Regions from separate parts of the Mus musculus genome. Here all the other regions are linked to region 3. The links are chromatin contacts, called in public promoter capture Hi-C maps. All regions are on one chromosome and are shown on one strand. The core of a region is the stretch at or near the end of the contact, and the rest is flanking DNA. Distances in the headings are between cores, read along the strand shown.

Region 1 (2,700 bases), core at 7-2,506, 1.0 Mb after region 3:
ATCCAACATTTGAGGCCATTCAGACCAGCCCTCATATATAGACATCTCAAAAATGACTCCTTACCTCCCCCACCCACCTCAGTCATGCTACACCTTAATTTTCTCCACACCACCCCTTCCAACCAGGTAATCCCACATCTTCCAACCAGTCTGACTCCAAGCCCCTGGCTGAACTGTGAGCTATGCTGTCACCCATCACTGCCTTCTGGCACCTCTGGATAACCCAGAGGACCTAGGGAGGGAGGGCTCCATATAATGAAAAGCTGTGTCCCAGTACTGACTCAACTCCACAAGAACCCTAGGTGTGTTGTCATAGAAGCCCCTGCTCACCATAAAAGAAAGCTTCAGGCCAGATGAGGCAGGCATCTCCCACAGCAGAACATACAAGAGCTCCCTGCAGGAGCCAGGTGCTGCTCCCACCAGGGGCCACAGCCCACAGGAACACAACCAGGCAGAGAATGGGCTGGCACTTGATCAGGGCACTGACCCAAGATGGCTGGTCCACAGGAATCCAGAGGAGGAAGTAAAGGGAGCAGGCAAGGATGAAGGGGGCCAGCCACCTGCGGACCTGTGGGTACTTCAAGAGAGCGAAGCTTCTCAGCCTCCCTCCCATTCGCAGCCAGTCCTGGGGGAGGGGTCACTGCAAGGCACTGTAGGAAATGTCTAATTCCAGTACTTAGCAGGTGGAAACGGGAGGCTGTTGATTTCAAAACCTGTCTAGGATACCCAGTGAGAACCTATTTTAACGGCCATCCCCCACACCACCCTCATGCCAGGACCCAAGCATGTCCAGGTTGGACTTTCGGGACTAGGATCTTTAGCCACCTTGAGAACCTTTTCATTCCTATCTCCTGCAAGGACAAAACCACGATACCTTAGAACCCAGCCTCCTGGAAGGACAGGGCATCCCCACCAACTCACCAAGCATAGAGAATCACAGGCCCCAGTACTGCCCATGTTCCCAGACCTGCCCATCCCCACCTTACAGGTTCTCACTTGGTCTGAAAAGAGTGTCTCCAGGGGCAGCCCCTCTTTTCTAGCATCCATGCTGAGTTGCTTCTCTTTAGGAGCCAGTGGCTTCAGAGGGCAGAGGGAAGTCTTGTGGTTACACATTAACCCAAGTGTCCTGTGGACTCTGGGGCTGATAACAGGGCTCACGCAAGGCCTGCTCTTGTCTGGCACTTGCTGATAAGGTACCCATCAGGCACCAAGGGCCACCCCCCAGCACTTAGAAACCTGGCCACCACCTCCAAAAGTGAGCCCCCTCCCCCAAAGTGGAACTCCCATTGTCTCACACCCAGCCAATTATAAGGAACAATGCAAAGTTCCACAGAGGGGTAGCCCTACAACCAACCCTGGAAAACAGGGGTCCTGCCACAAACACTGGTTAAATAAATCCTGCATTGTGCCTGAAGTCATTCAAACATTCCCTGGAAGGAAGGACGACCACACCACTGTACACTCATGTTCTGCAGCCTTCCCATGAACAAGATAGGGACCTACTGGATGCCAAGAAACTACTAGGTTCCTCAACCATCCCCCTTAGGGATGCTTCATTGTATGTCCATTCTCAAGGGAGCTTCCTGTCTCCTAATCTCTCCCACACCTTTGGTTTTTTGTTTTTGGTTTTTTAGATTTATTTATTTATTATATGTAAGTACACTGTCGCTGTCCTCAGACACTCCAGAAGAGGGAGTCAGATCTCGTTACGAATGGTTGTGAGCCACCATGTGGTTGCTGGGATTTGAACTCCTGACCTTTGGAAGAGCAGTCGGGTGCTCTTACCCACTGAGCCATCTCACCAGCCCCCACACCTTTGTTTTTGAGACAGGGTTTCTCTGCCCAGCCCTGGCTGTCCTGGAACTCAGTTTGTAGACATGGCTGGGCTTGAACTCACACAGATCCACCTGCCTCTGCCTCTGCCACCACCACATGCCTGGTGCCTCCTATCCCCGTAATGGCAGGACGCTCAGCTCCAAAGTCCAGGGACCTCTTGCTCCTTTTAGCAGGCCTGTTAGAGGATAGAGCTGAGTCAGCACAGCCCTAACTGATCTGCATTTTGGAACAGGGCCACGGAGGTACACATATCAGGATGAGAGCGCCCCAGAGTGCTAACTCCTGATGTTCTGCCTGATGTCTAAGTATTCCCCATCCCCTACACCCACACACACTCTCACAAGTGTGGTCCTAAGAGAATGTAGCTCTCTAGGCTATGAAGAGCAAGTTCACCCAACTCTGAGTCCCAGAACTCACAGTCCCACAGCAGGAATGTTCTGCTATCTTCCTTTATTTATATCTGCAGTATGAAACACAAGCTCTGCACACATACTTGCACACTCACACCAGCCTTGGGGGGGGCAGGGGGAGCTGGGACAAGGCCACTTGGCAGCAGTGCTGGAACCCTCAGGGCATGGGGTACCCAGCAACCCCCATTCTGGGCCTCTAGGGATGTTCCCCAGGGCCAGGGGCCGGATGACACCCTCTGTTACACCCCAAGGTGGTCCTGAGTGAAGCTGGGTAAGAGCATCTGCACCAGAGCACAGGCCAGCGGCCTCCAACCCCAGCGCCAGCCCCTACTGGGACAGACGGGGAAGGTGTGCTTCAGAGCTGCTGGCCCAGTTATTGTCCTGGCTTTCTTTCTTACTCCTCCCTCAACATATATATGTATATGTATATATATATATATATATATATATATAT
Region 2 (2,700 bases), core at 77-2,576, 1.2 Mb after region 3:
AAACAAAAACCCACAAACAAACAAACCTGCAAGGGAGGTCTCCAACACAGATAAAAAGTGCGCCAGTGAAATGAAAAGCGCAAGAACGGTATGGCAAACTCCCATCTGTGCTCCCTGAATGGCAAATGTAGATTTTTTTTTCCTTAAAAATTTCTATTTATTTATTTAGTTTCTATATGGGAGAGGGTATCCATGCCATGGGGCATATGTGGAGGTCAGAGACAAGCGAAGGAGTCATTTCTCTCTGGATCCCAAATGTGTGTGTTGATCAGATTTACTTTTAATTTTAAAAAAATATTTATTTATCTATTCCCTGTATATGAGTGCTCTGTCTACATGTATGCCTGCATGCCAGAAGAGGGCAGCAGATCCCATTACAGATGGTTGTGAGCCATTCTGGAAGAGGAGCCACTGCTCGTAACTGCTGAGCCATCTCTCCAGCCCGGACTGGGTTTATTATATGAGTGTTTGACCTGAGACTGCATAGCCACATGCATGTAGTGTCTGTGGAGGCTGGAAGAGGTAGTCGGGTCCCCTGAAACTAGATTTAAAGACGGTTGTAAACCACCGTCTGGGTGCTGAGTACCAAACCCAGGTCCTCTACAAGAGAAACCAGAGTTCTTAGCCACTGAGCCATGTCTACTCGCCCCCCCTTCTCTATTCCCCTCATAGGTTTTTAAGGCTTATGTCCCAAGGGCTGGGTTCTTGGCTTGGGAACCCATTTTTGGGAGGCACAGTGTGAAGGAAATGAGCAAGGGGGCTGGATGGAGTTCAGTGGTAGAGAGCACTTGATTTGCCTGGCTTTCATGACAGCCAGGCTCAGTTCGCCAGATTTGATCGAGATGGACTGGGGACACAGATGGGAGAGGATCCACGATGCTTTAGGGAGAGCGATACAGAGGAGCACGTAATTGTGAGAGAAGCGGGGACCACAACTCCTGGAACCAGGAATTTCAGGCTGTGTGACCCTGGGTGAGTTTCCCTTCCTCTCTGGGTCTCTTTTTTTCTCCAGGGTTAGCTCACTGGCGGGGTTGATGCAAAATTTGTCTCTAGAGAGGGTTGGGGACTCTCCCCGCGGGTCTATCCTGAGACCAAATGGAATGCCATTCCAACCCCCGAACCCGACACCCTGCAAAGCTTCCGTTTCCCGGTCTGAATGACGGGATGGTGGGTTTGCAAACAGCCAGCAAGTAACGAACCGGACTTACTCGAAGGTCCCAGGTTCGAGTTCGGGCCCCTTTTCCAAGAAGTCCCGTGACCTTTTCCCCGCTGGATTCCCACTGACCCCGTACTGGGCCTCCTTTTTGCCCTTTGTAGACACGTAGTCAGAGCCGCGGGTCTACACCCCCGCGCCGAGCCAACCAATCGGCGTTCGCCTCACTCTGTTCTACTCCATCCTGTTAATTCGATTGGTCTGAAGAAACTGGAGCAGGCGGAGAGACAGAGGGTAGGACCAATGAAAATCCACGGAGGGAGGGCCTTGGCTGAGAGCTCGGCTTCTAACCCGGAAGGAGGGTGAAGAACGACCAGAGAGCTAGAGGCTCAATCTTGGCTAGTGTAGGGTTCATGGCACCATCCACTCCATCCGGGGCGACCGGGGAGAGGTGATGCTTTCTGTAACCTAGCTCTAGGAAGGCTGAAGCACGAGTATCGCCAGTTCGAGACTAGCCGGGACTGCGTGGTGAGACCCTGTCAACCAAAACAACAGCCGGGCATGGTGGCGCAAATGTTTAGTTCCAGTAATCATCATAAACCGATGATTTAGTTAATGGTTTAGTTCCAGTACTCAGGAGGCAGAGGCAGGCATAATTCTGACTCTACAACGCGAATTCCAGAATAGCCAGTACAACACGGAAGTAAGTCCTGTCTCGAAAACCCGAAAGTCAAACTAAGAAAACAAAAGAACAAGCCTCGTAAGACATTTTCCCCCACTGCTTGCCAGTTAGCTTTTTCTCCAGGAATTCAGGACTTGTCTCCTTGGGTGGTCTATATAGAAAACTGACTCTGTACTTAGAAGTGGGGGTTAAGAGAGAGAGGATTACTTCATCCAGATATATAAACCTGGTATGGTGGCTCAGGGCCGGTAATCCCAGCGTTCTAGAAGCTGAGGCCTTGAGTTCAATGAATAAGAAAACAAAAGCTGATTACGGTGGCTTAATACCCATGACCCCAAGTACTCAGAAGTGGAGACAGGAGGATTTCTTCACCTTGAAGTTATGAGAAAAGGGCTAGGCATGGTGGCTAACGAGGACTGTAAACCCAGCACTTGGGAGGCTGAGTGTGGGTGAGGATCTTTTGGGGGAGAGATATATATATACACAGAGTTCCAGGTTAGCCTGGGCCACAGAGTGTGACACTGTCGAACAAAGAAAAAGAAATAAGGCTGGAACTGTAGCTCAGGTGGCAGAGTCCTTGCCTGGCATGAATAAAGCCTTCGCTTTAGTGCCCAGCACTGTATGCATGGGGGTGGGGTGAGGGTGGGAGAGATGGGGGATGGGATGGGACTGGGAAGGCAACCGGCAGAGGTTCAAAGTTGGTCTCCCCAGAACAGTGAACTCAAGTGCATCCTGAAACTGAGCCTCAAAAACAAAATGAGCTGAACAAAGATTAAAAACAACAAGCCAGACAGTGGTGGAGGCTCACAGTCGCCTGTAATTCTACTTCCAGGGGCTCAGACACCTTCTTCTGGCCACTTTGGCA
Region 3 (2,700 bases), core at 61-2,560:
CAGCGACAGGACCATGGTGGGCACTCTCCGTGGAGCTGAGGAAAAGGTTGACCCTGCCTTTTTCACTCTGAGGAAATGAAGCAACACCAGAAAGCCATGTGAGAGTCCTGTTTAGGGAACAGAGGAGTCAGGTGGAGGCTCCTGGGTAACTGTGTCATAGTTTCATTGTCTTGGAAAAAGTTGCAAGATGGAACAGTCATAGCCTCTGGTGTTCTTTAATTTAACTTAAAAGTTGGGGAGGAGGGCTGAGGACGTTGTCGCTAAGTAGAAGACCACTTGCCCAGAGTAGCCTCAGCACTGAGGAGAGAAAGGAAAGGGGCAGGTGGGAGGAAGAAAAATGGAAAAGAGGAAAAAAACAACAACAACAACAAAAAAAACAAAACAAAAAGGTAGAAAGGGAAAAAGAAGCTTGCTGTACAATATGTACTATGCCGGTAACAAGAGAAGGCTCAGACTCCATTACTGCTCTCACTGTCCAGTCCAGATATGTTAATTTTTTTAAGTGATGTGCATTATCTTAGAGGCTCAGGCTTGTAATCTCACCAGCTTGAGAAACCAAGGCAGGAGGCTGTCAAGTTCAAAGATTGCAGGGCCAACTTGAGCCATTTAATGCCCTGTCTCAAAATAAAAAGTAATGAAAGGGCTGAAAAATGTGGCTCAACAATAAAAGATATGCCTAAAATCCACCAGCAGGGACCTGGGATAGTAGAATCTATCAGCAAGTGGACGGAGGAGTGGCTCAATCGGAGATGGGTAGCCTAGCCTGTCCTGGTTTCAGTTTTCAGCACTAAGGGGCAGATGGAGGGAAAAGCCATGATCTGCATGCTAGTAACACAAAGCACAGGCAGTCCTTAATATATTTGGGATTAATTTAGAATTTCCAGAATGAGCTTATGTCTAGATGTGATCTCAATGTAAAGCTGACTTTTTTTTTTTTAAGGTTTATTTATGAGTACACTGTTGCAGTCTTCAGACACACCAGAAGAGGGCGTCAGATCCCATTGCAGATGGTTGTCAGTCACCATGTGGTTACTGGAAATTAAACCTTTGGAAGAGCAGACAGAGCTCTGAGCCATCTCTCCAGCCCAAAGCTGACTTTATTACAGGAGAACGTTATGTTACTTCTCCGATGCATTTGCTGAGTTATAAACTATAAGAAAATGGTGAGGCCAGCAGGTGTTCAAGGTGGTTTAAATCTTTCAGTCCTCTTAAGCCTCACTCCAGAACTACAACTCCCGAAAGGGTCCACGTCCTCGCCCAAGGGGCGGGGCCTCACGCAAGGAGAAGGACCACAACTCCCAGAGAGCTCCGCTCCTTGTCGCCGCCAAGAACAAGATGGCCGGGAGTAAGTACAGGTTTGGAGCTCGCGGGGATCAAGTAGTTCCAGGAAACTGTGGGCTGATCCGTGGCTGAGTCTCAGTGGAGCCTTGGGGACCGGTAATCCGTCCCAGAATAGGGGCGCGGCAGTCACGAGGGTGCAGAGCAGGGGTGATACGAGAGTGTTAGAGGTCACCGCAGTAGTCCCCAAGGGTGACTGTCTTCTCACCTCTCTAGGAATCTCTGCCTTCCTCAAGAATGCCTGGGCGAAGGAGCCGGTGCTGGTGGTGTCCTTCTCTGTCTGGGGCCTCGGTGAGTGCCCCCTTCCCCGGCGCGAAAGTGCATCCTCCACCCGGAAGTCATCAGCATTCCACGGCACAGTTTCATCTCGCATCCCCTTGCCAGCCATATCCTGACATTACTGTCGCTCTTCCCTCACCACACACAAGAGGTGCACATTCAACTCAGTTTGACTCTGTAGGCAGAACTCCTCGGCGAAGTCTGACTTATGCAAATCTCTCAGCAAGCCTCCCACCTTGCAGTGGGACAGGGTTACTCACAGTTCTGATGCATTGAAGCCCGGGAGATGGAGGTGACCTGTTAAATTTTCATTCTGAAAGTCTGGGGTGAGGCCTTGGATTTGGCAGCCATCACAGTACCAAAATTGTCAGTATTGCTGGCCTGGAGTGTGACAGAGAAGTTCTAAAACCCACCACCAGCTATCTACCACCCTGACTTTCAAAGACCTAGAATGCTCTAATGTATGTGGTTTTAATTGATTATATGTTGAAATAGTGATTTAATGTATACTTGGTTCGTTCTTAAAGTTAAAATTACATTTTTTAAGGTGTGTGTGTGTGTGTGTGTGTGTGTGTGTGTGTGTGTTGGCTACCAGTTGGGTTTGGGGGGTCGGAGGACAACTTACTGGAGTCAGTGCTCATTCTGAGTTCCAGTGAGCAGGTAATTTTAACTATTGAGCTCTCTCACCACACTAAGGTTAAAAACTTCCTTGAACTGACTTCTTCTGAATCTTTTCAGTTTTCTTTTTTATAGAGGATACAAATCACTTAGCTCAAGTGGGCCTCAAACTCACAGCAGTCTGCCTTGGGTTCTTATGTGTTGATATCACACGCCTGAGCCACCATCCCTGCATATCTTTATTTTATTTTATTTTAATTATTATTATTATTATTTGGTTTTTCGAGACAGGGTTTCTCTGTGTAGCCCTGGCTGTCCTGGAACTCACTCTGTAGCCCAGGATGGCCTCGAACTCAGAAATCCACCTCTGCCTTCCAAGTGCTGGGATTAAAGGCATGCGCCACCACTGCCCGGCACGTATCTTTTCTTAAAAATGTGTGTGCGCCTCTGGAGGCAAGAAGAGGA

What was found. Promoter capture Hi-C pulls out the DNA fragments that hold promoters and counts their contacts.
Region 1: a contact with region 3 is called in a promoter capture Hi-C map of liver, with 3 times the contacts expected there. The contact joins the promoter of Tmem86b here to the promoter of Ndufa3 in region 3. A contact is called at or near these places in 7 of 39 promoter capture datasets (the HPC-7 cell line, hippocampal neurons, liver and 2 more).
Region 2: a contact with region 3 is called in a promoter capture Hi-C map of liver, with 6 times the contacts expected there. The contact joins the promoter of Isoc2b here to the promoter of Ndufa3 in region 3. A contact is called at or near these places in 8 of 39 promoter capture datasets (the 3T3-L1 cell line, cranial neural crest, erythroid cells and 4 more), 1 of 115 datasets of contacts at active chromatin or transcription factors (embryonic forebrain) and 1 of 9 other capture datasets (liver).

What each region holds. Positions count from the first base shown.
Region 1 is chr7:4,629,226-4,631,925 of GRCm38.p6, forward strand. Tmem86b (transmembrane protein 86B) reads right to left here and starts at 1,257. Exons shown (of 3, transcript NM_023440.3): 1 at 997-1,257; 2 at 331-577. The coding sequence starts at 1,047. It overlaps Ppp6r1 (protein phosphatase 6, regulatory subunit 1), which reads right to left. Exons shown (of 24, transcript NM_172894.2): 24 at 2,270-2,700.
Region 2 is chr7:4,864,853-4,867,552 of GRCm38.p6, forward strand. Isoc2b (isochorismatase domain containing 2b) reads right to left here and starts at 1,327. Exons shown (of 6, transcript NM_026158.2): 1 at 1,209-1,327.
Region 3 is chr7:3,616,063-3,618,762 of GRCm38.p6, forward strand. It overlaps Ndufa3 (NADH:ubiquinone oxidoreductase subunit A3), which reads left to right and starts at 1,311. Exons shown (of 4, transcript NM_025348.3): 1 at 1,311-1,345; 2 at 1,555-1,629. The coding sequence starts at 1,336. It overlaps Oscar (osteoclast associated receptor), which reads right to left and starts at 95. Exons shown (of 5, transcript NM_001290377.1): 1 at 1-95. The coding sequence starts at 15.